Linked DNA regions of Rattus norvegicus: region 1 is linked to region 2. Evidence: chromatin contacts called from public Hi-C data. All regions are on one chromosome and are shown on one strand. The core of a region is the stretch at or near the end of the contact, and the rest is flanking DNA. Distances in the headings are between cores, read along the strand shown.

What was found. Hi-C and Micro-C count contacts between places; a contact is called where the count stands out from the background.
Region 1: a contact with region 2 is called in a Hi-C map of liver, with 2.6 times the contacts expected there. The contact joins two enhancer-like sites. A contact is called at or near these places in 3 of 12 Hi-C or Micro-C datasets (kidney and liver).

Annotation. Positions count from the first base shown.
Region 1 is chr4:61,992,314-61,998,659 of GRCr8, forward strand. All of the region lies in intron 3 of Plxna4 (plexin A4), which reads right to left. Among named protein-coding and RNA genes, the nearest start is that of Plxna4, 130 kb to the right of the region's middle. Within about 2 kb of position 3,393, at least 4 of the 93 cell types and tissues checked have an H3K27ac peak or open chromatin away from gene starts, as enhancers often do. A contact at or near this core is called in liver, where this site is marked.
Region 2 is chr4:61,954,410-61,961,253 of GRCr8, forward strand. The region is part of intron 3 of Plxna4 (plexin A4); the gene reads right to left. Among named protein-coding and RNA genes, the nearest start is that of Plxna4, 170 kb to the right of the region's middle. Within about 2 kb of position 1,727, at least 1 of the 93 cell types and tissues checked has an H3K27ac peak or open chromatin away from gene starts, as enhancers often do. A contact at or near this core is called in liver, where this site is marked.

The sequences.
Region 1 (6,346 bases), core at 2,143-4,642, 40 kb after region 2:
GATAAATGCATTTGGCTGGCTAATTGGAAAACCTTACTCTGTGTATGCATGCAGATGGATCCGTCTGTGTGGGTTTGTGCCATGCTGTCATAGATATATATTTATCTTCATAGTGGGGCCATCTACACACTCCAAACTGCCCACATGTGAGGCAGCCAAGAATCTACTGAGCTTCAACCTGCAAGAAAACACCAGACTCTCCAGATTTTAGCCTTAGTTTACCTTTCCTGGGGCTACTTGAGGATATAAGTTGTTAGAGCTACATCCTTAAGCCACCTGAAGAGTGCTAGCTCTCAGTCCTTGGAGGCTGTTACCTCTCAGTGCAGATGTCAATCACTCTGGACCAACATAACGCAGCAAGCAATACACAAAAACAACTTTGGGCAGGACTCTCACTCAATGCCTGCTGCTGGCTGAAGCATATGCTACTGTTTTTAAACTCACCACCCCGAAACTGCTTAAAAGAGCCTGACAGGTAATTTATTCTGTGGCAAAGGAGAGCGATTTCACTGTCGAGAGGCAAGAGACCCAACTGCATTGGAAAATCTGTAGGCTCATAGAACACGGGTTTAATAAGATAACAATTCCAAGGGTGTGTGCTCGTAATTCTTTCTGCTCGTCCATCCCATTCCTAAAGCTGCCAGGCAAATGTTTTTCCACAGTTTCCTTTTTTAAAGGTCCTCCAATGGACCTCCACAGAATAAATCAAATATTTCAGCATGAACAGTGATTACTGGGTACTTCTTTGTGGAAAAAGCTAACTACACAGGGGTCAGGGCACAGAGGCTGCTGTGGGATGTTTGTCTATAAGTAGAATTTTTTAAAAAATTGTATCTGACTCTTTTTGTAGCAACACCACTGGGATTTACAGGGTTTGGGGCAGACACCTGAGGTGTCCAGGAGCAATGAGCAAAGGGGACTGATATAAGAGATAATGCTTGCTTCTAGAAGTAGAGTTCAGTACCATCATGAAGTTCTTTTCCCAAAATATGCTGACAGCTATTCTCACATTTAATTTGTTAAAAATTTGTTCTTGGTGGGGTTAGGGATTTAGCTCAGTGGTAGAGCGCTTGCCTAGCAAGCGCAAGGCCCTGGGTTCGGTCCCCAGCTCTGAAAAAAAGAAAAAAGAAAAAAAAATTGTTCTTGGTAAGCAGTCCATTGTAAGCACGTAAGAACACGCCAAGACTGGGAGTAGTACAGACCCATCTTCCTCAACCCTAGACTATCGATAGTGGCTGGAGCCTTGGATCCTTCCAGCAATAACCCATGTGCTTGGCCTCAGTTTCATAGTGTGCTCTCATTTAGAACAGAGACTGAGCCTAAGTCTCCCAATGGGGCTTCACTCTCACCTCCAGCTAGTATCTACCATGAAGCTGCCTATCACTTGAATTGTGGCCTCATGGATAAGACCTTGGCCAAGTTGTTTGCTTCCATTTTCAGTATTTCAGAACGCTGAGCTTCACGGTGGGCTAGGAGCTAAAAGGTGATGGTTAACTCTTCTGGATTTGTACAGTCGTCCACAAATGCTTATAAATTGAGTTGAGAATAACAAGGAAGCTCTCTCAGCTCCTGCTTTCATTCCCTAGTTGGGAGCACATTGTGCTTGGTAATACAGTCCACTGCACACAGGGCTCAAGGTTGTATTTCCATGTGCTCGTTCCAGGAAGCTCAGCTTTTTGAGGGTAGTAATGAATGAGATCCTTTTTAAAGCTCTTCTTTGAGAGTTTATTTCATATCTTTTTATATTTCATATCATAATTGTATAAAAATATCCTGGCTCTACCACAGTATAAAAACCTATTCAGTCAAGTAACACTCCTTATTGCTTTGGCTCTAGTCAGAGAGCCTATAAAAGAATGGTCTACCCAAGGCCAGCAAGTGCTGAGTGTCGGACAAGGATCGTTCCAAAGGAGACACAGCCTAACAAGGACAGAGGTGTGTCAAGGCTCCATCCAGGACAGGAAGTGCCAATGCTCCATGAAGTGACATGCCATCAATGCTTCTGGTGAAGATGTATGTCGTTGTGATGCTCCTGCTCCTGGACTCCTCTATCAGTGGGTCACAGGTGAGAGGATAACCTACTGTTTGAGGCTGCGGAAAGTCACAGGCTCACTGTCCCTTAGCAGAGCCCCAGCCCTTCTACCATCATCACATTTGTCCTTCAGGGTTGCCTGGGTGACACAAAGACCAAAGAGAGGACAACTTCGAGCTTGGAAAGGACAGAGTCGAAGGTCTGTCAGGAGCAAATGGGAAGGCTTAGTGTCAATGGCCTGCATTTTGGTGCCTAGAGCCACAGAGTTGGCAGAGGACAATGGCTGCTGTGAGGCTGCAGGTGCAGATGACATTGACAATCAGCAAGCAGAGAAAGGAAGGACAGGGAGCCTGGAAAGACAGAGGGAACATCCCAGCTCCCAGCCCTTCTCCCACGACCTAACAGATGTCCTTCCCTCCCCCTATCTTCCTGGGAATGCCTCAAGATGCTGACTTTCTCAAATGGGCAACTTTCCCTGCCACCTACGTTCTCTTTCTAGATTCTCATGGCTGCTTCCCCGTGGCATCTTTCCTCCTCCTCTTCTTCTTTCTGTCTTTTAGACGCTGGCCTTTGTTGCCATTCTATCACCCTGGCATCTGGAAGAACTTATAAAGTGTGCCCAATAGATCAGGTCCCAGCTGGAGTACAAGTTATAGAATAGTGACCAAGAACAACTCTAGACTTTCTGAGGTCAGGCTCACAAATGTATGTAAAAATTGTGGTTAACTGTGGAACCCAGTTTCCCTAATAAGTGATGTTCTGCCTGCTGAATTTTCTATATGCCTTCTTTTGATGTACCTTACCACGGTATGACAGACTTACAAGTAAGGCATCATCAGCTGGCCTGTTGTTGCTAGAGCAGTGGTTCTCAACCTTCCTAATGCTGTGACCCTTTAATATAGTTCCTCTTGTTGTGGTGACTCCCAACCACAAATTTATTTTTGTTGCTACTTCATTAACTGTAATTTTGCTACTATAATGAATCATAATGTAAATATCTGTGTTTTCCAATTGTCTTAGGTAACCCCAGTGAAACAGTCATTCAACCCCCAAAGGGGTTGCCACCCACTGCTTGAGGAAGTGTCAGGTATGTTTGCTGGGCCTGTGCTGCAGTCACATGTCTCTAAAGGTCTCACTGGCTTTTTCTGCAAAGAAATCTGACCAGCTGTGTCCCACAGTCACAGGCGAGTGGTCCTCACAGCAAGATTTGTCCGACACATTTCATACTTCTTTCTTCCTAGGTCTCGATCCTGTCAAGTCTGTGGAGGCACAGGAAGCCGTGCCCAGCAGGAAGGTGTTGCTTCGCCAGTGCCCTGTGCCTTTCCCTTCATTGTGGCTGTGTTTTGACAGCAAAGGCTAATCTCACTGGCAGTGAGTAAGTCACAGCTTTCATGACTATGACAAGATACCTGGGAAAACAACTGGAAGGGGAAAGGTTTATTTTGGCTGATGTTTTCAGAGTTCAAAAGTCGGCTGACTGGCTGGATGCCTTGTTTCTGGGCCTACAGCTCAGCAGAACACCATGGCGGAAGGGCGTGGTAAAACAGACATTTTTACCCCCATGGCATTCAGGCAGCAGAGAGAATGACAGGAAGGGGTTAGGGACAAAATACAAGACCGGAGAACATGTTCCCAGTGACACACTTCCTCCAATCAGGCCCCACATCTCTATCACTTTCAAATAATATAATTAAGATATGAACTGATCCATGGATTAAGCCAGGAATGAAGGCTGAGCCACAGTGATCCAGTGACATTATAACATTATATATATATATATATATATATATATATATATAATATAACAATATAATTTTGGGGGTTAAAAACCTACTGTTTACTGGACTGCTTGCAGTTGGGGGATTGCAAAGTCCCAAACCTGTATAAAGAGACATCAAACTACTGAGGGTCTAAATCAATAGAACCGTCTTCTCAGGGACCCATTTGCACCATCACTCTGTGTATTCCCTCTTCCTTCAGAGTATAAGACAGCCTGACAGCAGCCCCACAGCCATGATCTCTGTGCCCTCTTCTCTAGGCTGTTTCTAGATTTACAGACGCAGGCAGCCAGCCATCTCCTTCCCTCTGCTTGTTCAGCCAACATCTCTACTAGCTGCTGTTTCTGGTCATGACACTATTTCCCTGTGTCCCTGGACTCAGTCTGCCTTTATATGTCCTTCTTAGCTAACCTGCTCTCTGCTTCTTTTCTTTATGATGAAAGAAAAACACTGCTGCCCAAGGACACCGAGGAGGAAACTGAGGAAGACCAACACGCAGCAGCTTTCAAGTTTCCCATTGTTTCTGAAATGGATATCTCTTTCAAATGAAATTGTTTCTGGCATAGCTCCCTTTTTTGAAAATATGCACCTCCATTCCAAGATTCACAATAACAGAAGGATCCCATGGTGAGCACATGGAGAGCCATGGACCTACCAGCACAAATGAAGCTCTGTCTCATGCATTCCTCCAAGCCTTAATTTCCCCTTTTTCTTTAAATACCTCTGATAACAAACTGAGCCAGACCAGGGTCATTTATGGGTAACAATCTTACCCAACTCCAGCCTTCCTTAATATTCTGTTCTGTGGTCTGAATGCTCTTGGTTTAAAAACTCTCTCTACCACATACTTCATCCTCTTCTTCAAATTTCTGAATGGAGCAAACCATCTCAACTTCTCTGTAGTGCCCTTCTACTCAGCTGGTGCTGATCAGAAACTGACTCCCTGCTTGACAAAGAGGCCCACATTCTGCCTTTTGTACATTCTGATCATGGATGATTTTAGCTTCAACGTAAAAGGATAGGTCCTGATGTCATATCTTGATTCACACAGACATTAAGCTATGTTGAGGTCTATGTATATAAACTTAGTCATAGAGCACCTGCCTAGAAAGGGCAAGAACCTGGGCTTACTCCTTAGCAATACACCCTTAAATTAAAAATCTTGAGAAAGAAATGAATGACTGTCTGTGTTGGGCTGTCTGTGTTGGGCTGTCTGTGCTGGGCTGTCTGTGTTGGGTTGCCTGGGATGGGTTGGCTAGGGGGTTGGCTGAGGTTGTATCTTTTAAGAATTGTGTAACTACAGCTTTATACATCCTCTACATTTCCCACATTTGATTACTCTGTGGACCACTCTCAGTAAAGCCTGTATGCTAAGCCGATTTCCTAGAAGGGCAAAAGAGCCAGGTAATGGTTTTAACATCCTCACCTACTGAGAGGCAGCACATTAGGTCCACTAAAGGCCATCTCATAGAACTTAGTGCTGGCTATGTTACTGATCTAACCACTCAACCCACAGGTGCCCTTACACACACAGTTTTGTACCCAGCCTAGCCTCCCGCTTCTTCTATGTGATTTCCTATGCAAATAGAAAGTTGTTGCTAGAGGGATTCATACACCATACCAGCTTGATTCTCTCTCTTGGGCATATAGAGCATTCTCCTGATAGTGGCTGATTGTGTGCCCAGGTTTTGCTATCCACTCATTAAGCCCCAGTTGGGTCCCATAAAATATTTGGTTGCCTACTGCCATAGAAGATGGTATAGATGAGAGATAGCACCATTGTGTAAGCCAGAGAGACCTTTGAGCAAATCATGGTCATCCCTACATACTGTGTCACTCCATTATGGTAGTATTTTTCACACACAAAATGTTATTAAATTCTTACCACAGTGTATTAAGAAAAGAAAAAGGAGGGAAATATGTACTTCATTAAGATTTTCTTGATTTCATGACCAACCTAATTCAAAAACACTGCCTTAGTTATTTTTCTTACTGTAACACAGTAACCCAAGTAACCGCTAAGGTAAGAGTAACCACCATTCAGGAAGAATAAGAGGAGTATGGGGGTAAGAAGCAACCTCTAGGGTTTCCTAGGGTACTGTTGGCTTCTTCCAGTGCCCTTTCTCAGAGAGTCCCAAACTTAATATACTCAGTAGGGCCACTGATGCTCTCACGGCATGTGGTAAAAGCAGAGAGGAGTAGAGAACAAGTGTTCCCTGGAGAAGGGAATGGTTTGTTCTGCACTGCAGGCTGAACTGATGTTGCCCTGGTGGGCACAGATCAACTATGCTCTGAACAAGATTATGGCAGTTTACATGGAAGAAGGCAGGGTCCCTGGCATGCTCCCCATGTGCAGAGACCAAGACAACCACACATGGGCTCCAGCACCAACAGTCAGGCTGATACCCAATCTTCCTGGGCCATGAATAGATAACAGTATTGGCACTTGTTTAGGACTATATGGGTTTCTGCATGTATCATGTGCAGACCAGGGACTGTATCATACACCCAACAAAAGATATGCAACGCCAGGACT
Region 2 (6,844 bases), core at 477-2,976:
TAGTTCTGCACAATGTGACCATGGGGGGGAAAGCTGTGTAAAATGAACAAGGACCTCACTGCACAATTTTTTGAAAATTTGAGCAACTCCTATGATTATTTTAACAGTTCTTAAAAGCACAGGTCCGAGTTAATAGCACTCTAGTCTCAGCCACAGAGTTTGAAAAGGTTCCCACAATGCCACTGTGCACTCAGGGCTACAAAGTCTTGTTCACACAGACGGAGAAGGTCAAACAAAAATCATAAGTCATTGGTATGCCGTCAGGACCAAAGGCTTAGTTGTGAATGAAGCTGGGCAGAACTTGTACAGAAGTCAGAGGGAGCCGGGCTAGGGTTTCTCTGAAGGGTATATGACAGGGATGGAACTCAACCAGGGTGTAGCAAAGAAGAGGAAAACAGACAGCATGCAGGCAACGAGTATCCCTAGGCCAGTGAAGAAGGACGCATCATCCTGTGGTGGAGAAGGACAGAATGTGGGAAGCTTTATAGAGAGAAGATTTATAAAAAAGGAATCACAGCCTGTGTCATTGCTTCCCGGCACCTGAACAGGTGGATGTATGTACATCTGGGCCAACTTAAGCTCTTGCAAACTGTCTGGAGTAATTGTCAGCAAACAGCCAATTCTCCAGCAGACACTTGGCATCCCTCAGCTAACCAAACGTGGAGACCTTAGAGTGACTTCAGGAGACAGCATTGATGGAGGTCGTGGTAAGCTGTCCTCGTCATGGCTCATGTCCCTTTGCCTGTCTGCACATAACTGTCTTAGACATTTCCATCTGAAAAGCCAGACATGTACCAGAAAATCCTAGACAGGACCTGGGAAAGGCTAACAGAAATCACGGTGCCCACATAGCAAGTTAATGCTCTTGACTTACAGGGACTCTTGAGTCACTCACTGCTCAATGCTTCTATTCTTATTCTATACACAAGGCTAATAAACTTGAGTGTCTGTTGCCAAACCCACGGCCAATTAAAAAGAACAAATTGAGCAGGAGCAGCAGAGCTACATCAGACTAGATTACTGATGACAGTGAACAGTGACAGGTAACAGACACCCTGATGGCTGGAGGAGGGAGACATCTATGCCACCTTACCCAGAGTGCTTACCTAATATGGGGGTCGGGGCAGCAACCTGACGGAGAGCTTTTGAGACAATCCAAGTTCTAAAAGCCCCACGAAGCCTCTTCTTTCTTTAGCTTTTGATTGGTATCTAATGTGTGTAGAACAGTAAGTGACAAGATCCTCTTACGGGTGACCAATGGGAGGGACAGCAGGCTAATCACTCTGATTCCAGGGTCAGCACAATGCTGTCCTAGCCCATACCTGTTTTCTCCTCCTCTGGTATTATCGCCCTGCCAGGCACTCAGAGCAAAGGGCAGGTTTCCTCAGAACTGCTCTGTCTATCAACAAGGCTTCACCAAAAGCAGCTAAGAAGTGGAAGAATCCCTTCCTATGTCACTGGGACAGACCCAGTGCTTTGAAGGTCATGGGTCTTGCTGTAACCTCCAGTCTAATGTGGTCAGACACACTGCATGTTCTTTACCGAGTTACATGTTATGCTGAGTACTCTCTCCCACCTGATCTAGTATTCAGGACCTATACGCTATTAACAAAGCACAGAGAATGTAGCTGATCCAATGCCATTACGGGAAAGCTGCTCCCAGGAGTGTCTCAGAGCCTCTATCTGCCATCTAAGTTACATTGACTAGCTCCACAGAGTTCAAAGTCAGGGGGTAAGCCTGCCCTGGGAATGGCACGTGAACTAGTGACCTTTCTATATCAACACCCCGAGAGGTAGTGTTGACCGAAAACCAGAGAGAGTTGGCCTCTCATGCTAAATGAGGACCAGGTCCATGCCCCAACTCAAAGACCTGGCATGAGGGATGCATGGTGGCTGAGGACTCCAGCAAGGAGAATAGAAGCTGCAAACTGAAGAATCCGGATGCCCAGCCAGGGCACCTTCTTCTAGAATCCCAACTCTCAATAGTGTCCTCTCTGGTCCCAGTGTCCTGTTTTCACCCAGATATACAAAAGAAGAGGAGGCCTGGCAGGGAGGAACAAATTTCGAAATCATGGACCCAAGAGACTAGATAGAAGCAGAGCCAGAAAGCCCTGAAAGGTGAGGAGGATGTAGGTAGGATGGCCAGGCCTGGGCTGAGGACTCTAATTGCTGCTAAAGGTCCCTGGGCAGCCTGGGAGACACCTAAAAATCTTCTATGGCACTTCAGGCACAGCACATAAATCATTCCCCTCTCACTTCTTCCCAATCTTGTTTTCTTGCTGCATCAGCTGAATCTTGCAATAGGCCCTGGTGTAAATGGGGACTTTTGTCCCTGCTTGCTTTCTTCTCCTTTTTCTCAGCAACCTCCTCCCTCTCCCACCCCACAGAAACTGATGACAGGGACTCTGCCTGCAAACCCAAGATGTAAGTCTGTGGCTTCCCTTGGTGAAACACACACACACACACACACACACACACACACACACACACACAGAGGAAGAATGTGTTTGGGAACCCTTGAGGGAGGCTCCAGGACTGAGTGACCAGCAAGAAGAAAGCTGTCACCCAAACCTGCTGGCAGATTCTTAAAACAGTCTCCTTCCCAGCAAACCCCTGCAGTCCCCAGTGCAGCCAAAGGCGAGGAGCAAAGTTTGCAGCTAATCAGGAGGAGAGGGCTGCAGTGGGGGCTGTCACTCCTCAGGACCAGATCTCCCCTGGGCTCTGTGGGTGATTGAGAGAGAAGAGTTTTTTTTTTTTTTGGTTCTTTTTTTCTGAGCTGGGGACCGAACCCAGGGCCTTGCGCTTCCTAGGTAAGCGCTCTACCACTGAGCTAAATCCCCAGCCCCGGGAGAAGAGTTTCTTTCACTTCTTTCGTTTCCATAGTTCCCGAGCACCTCCATGATGCAACAAGGGTCTGATTCCCCTTGTGGAATTAACCCAGAGGCCCCAGCACAGAAGCACGAGAGAAGTGTGCGCCCTCTGTGACCCTCTGGGAACTGAACAGAGACTGTACGCGGTGCTGCTGCTTCTGAAGGTTCTTGCCCCGTGCTTCTCTCGGGAAGATCTCAAATGCTTTCCGAAGATGATGGAGAGCTACAGGAGACTCTCAGAGTGGCATCATTCTCCATGCATGATGACGACTGGGAGTCCTCATGAGGACGGAGGCTGAGACTCCAGGTGGCAGCTGATCGGCACCTTCTACCTCTCAGTAAAGAGACAGAGACAGGGGTGGAGGGCCACGTTAACATCTGGATGTTGGAAGAGGGTGGCCACACTACTAATGCAGCTTGCTTGGGATGGTCAGGCTGGATCTAGGAGTGAACCCAGTGACATGGGGTCATTCATCATAGGATATTTATTTAGTGATTGAGACTGGGAGTCTCATGTCACACTGCTTGACATTTATATGGTGACATGATGTAACTTTCCAGTGCTTCCCTTTGACCCCAAATAGAAGGATGACAGTAATATGGCCAGCTTGTGGGGCACAGAGATCAGTTAACACAGTTCCTGGGACGTCCTAGGAATAGGGACAGCCTGATTCAGTAGTGACTGGTCCCACCATGTAGCTTTGGCCACCCTGAAACTCACTATGTAGATCAAGTTGGTCTTGAACTCAGAGATCCATCTGCCTCTGCCTCCTGATTAAAAGCATGTTCTATCACACCCAGCTGCCCCTGCCATTCTTACTGTACTACTCTCAGGGACAAGGAGACCAGGAGGCATGGGAGGAGGAAACAATGGAGGTGTAGGGGTGTGTGACACGAGCCTTATGATTCTGACATTCTACTTCTGAGAGAATACCCAGAGCTAGCTTTGTCAGAAGTAAACAAAAGAGGTAACTAGAGGTATATGTCAATTCCTTTAATTTTTTAAAAAGATTTGTTTGTTTTTATTTATATGAGTACACTGTAGCTATCTTCAGACACACCAGAAGACGGCATCGGATCCAATTACAGATGGTTGTGAGCCACCATGTGGTTGCTGGGAACTGAACTCAGGACCTCTGGAAGAGCAGTCAATGCTCTTAACCGCTGAGCCATCTCTCCAGCCCAGTTAGTTATTTATTGTTAAAAATACCCAATGGAGGTATTTTAAGGTAGAAGAAGCCTTTTGGGGGGGGTCCCACTGTTTAAGGAGTACCATCCATTATGGTAGAGAAAGGATGACAGAGGAAAGGCTCACCATGGCAACAAAAATGAGGTAGGTTCTCATATGGCCATAGTACTGACCAAGAAGCAGAGGACTCAGCCCAGAAGCAAGGGGCTAGGCTATAACTTTCAAGCCCAGTGTTCTCCAGTTGGGTCTCACATCCAGAAAGTTCTACAACTTCTACAATCCCCAAAGTAGTTTTACCACTTAGACAACCAAGAGCTTGTGGGAGCTATTTCACATTCAAACATTCAAACCCTGTGTGCGCGGGCGGGCATGTGTGTGTGTGTGTGTGTGTGTGTGTGTGTGTGTGTGTGTGTGTGTGTGTGTGTGAGTGTTTTGCATACTTCCCTGTGAGGGATGAGCTTTCTTTCCCTCTACATAGCTACTTGTTGAAAGGTAAAGCTTCAAACAAGGAAAGGGCCACCATGCAATGGAGATGAAGCCTGGGCTTTAAAACAACTATAGCAATCTGTGTACACTTAGCTTTTAGAGTTCCCAGGTCCTCATGAACTGAGCCACTAGAGAGCCAGTTTCTATAGCTCATTGTGCTAAAAGGATGTCATATCAGATGCTTGGCTCCTGACTCGTGTCCCTGTCTTCCTACATCCTTCCTTGGTTCAACATCCCTGGTCTCCCCAACAAGAGAAAACAAAGGAAAATGGTTAGTTCTGGTTCCACACCAGCCTTGGAAAGATGAGGTACAGCTATGCCCCTCCCCCTCCTTATCCCTGCCTATAAAGAGGAACATGTTGATTTTATAGGTCTCAAGATTTGGAAGTTCAAATCACAGAGTCAAGGACGCAATCTATGTAAAAGCTTTTTAGCCCTCGTGTCATAGAGGTACATACAGCTCATGTGTTCCACTCCACGTCCCCACATCAACAAGGCACACACTGCAAAGACTGCACAGAGAGCCTCTAAGGCCGTGGTCCTCGCCCTTCCTAGTGCTGGGACCCAATAATACATTTCCTTGTGTTATGATGACCCCCAACCATAAAATTACTTTGTTTCTGCTTTGTAACTGTAATTTTGTTACTGTCTTGAATCGTAATGTAAAAATATGATATAAAGAATTTCTGATATGTGACCCCTGTGAAAGAGTCTTTTGATACCTCCCCCAATCAGTCTTGACCCACAGGTTAAGAACCACTACTATATACTGTCTTCTTGCTTTAGAAACTGTTGGTTGAGACTTGACCTATCTATAGGGATTTTACTGGCTTTGAAGACAGAACTAAAACAAGTATTACAGAAAAGCAACCCTTCCTCTGGATACCTGCAAAAACTGATAGTTTCCTTCTTTATTCTATTACCTTTTAAAAATTCACTACCTTCCTGGCTCACTAAGAGGTTGTGACCCATGGTTTGGAAAGCGCTATTGGAGAGGCAGGGAAGTGACAATGACTCTACATGGCCACAAAGCTACCCAAGATCCCATTTTGCAGAGAGACAGACTGCCTGACAATTTCAGAGCCCAAAGAGCCCCAGAACCGAATCACACAGTTAAAAATTAAAACAAAACAAAACAAAAAGGATAGCCTAGATCCCTGCCCGAGCCAAGCAATTCATGGAGAACCTTTCTGTCCATCCAGAGGTTAATTCTGAACACAGCCTCAACTTGGCTCATTTCAAAGGTATAGAATGTCACCCCTGCCTCTCAATGGTGTGAGTGTCTCCTTTGTGGCACATGAATGAAGCCCATATTAGATAAGTCACTCAAGCACATACTCCAAGAACTTCTTTAGAATGGCATTCAGTTATAAACTAGTCCAATGGAGGCTCCTTTTGTTCCCTCCGCTTCTGCAGTGAGGGAGAAGGTAGTAACCTGGGTCCTTTCTCAGTCACATGTTATTTGCCTTGAGCCTCCTTTTGGATGTTTCTGGGGACTGAAACTCCAGAGCCATCTGACCACATGAAGGGTACCACCACCCCACCCAACCCCCACTCCCGCAAAATGTCTCTTCTGCAGGAGTAATTGATGTTTTATCACACTGGAAATTAATAAAACTCAAAGTAAATAAACAGAAGGGAGCCCATGAGTCACCTAATTTAGCATCCCTCTTCATGGTTAGAAGGCAGTGGACCTTACAGACACACATAGGACAAGAAGGAGATCTGTCTCCCAGGACAGTTTGCTATATGGCTTCTCCACAAACAAAGAATGATGGCTGCTTCCCTAGTACTCCCAAGGTAACCCTGCTCTCTTACTGTGGTAGGCTTGGTGAGTTTAGAAACTCCATTTTTCTAGGCCACCTTTTTCCTTTGTGGTATATAAAAAGGACCTGTCCAATTAAGATTACCATTTTTCAAAGAATAGCTTGTCTCTAATGTCCCCACTATGCCATCGAATTGTGGTCTCTAGAGAGGCCCACAGTCACCTCTTCAGACACCCACAGTCACTGCTCCTGACCCTGCATCTGGAAAAAGATTCAGTCTTCCCTATGTGAATCTTGCCTGCCAAATCTTATGAGAGAAGCCTCCTCTCAACTGGCCCTCTCTTCAAGTGTGGCAGAAATGACCTGGCCCTTTTACTGAGTTAAAAAGACATCAACACAGCCAACTGGACCACCTGGGTGCTTTTCACAAGAATGCATGATTTCTAGGGGAGATGTGTGTCTAAGTCAGTAGGTCCTGTACTCTATACTCTGAGCAAAAGAAGATGCTTTACAAACATGCACAAACACACACA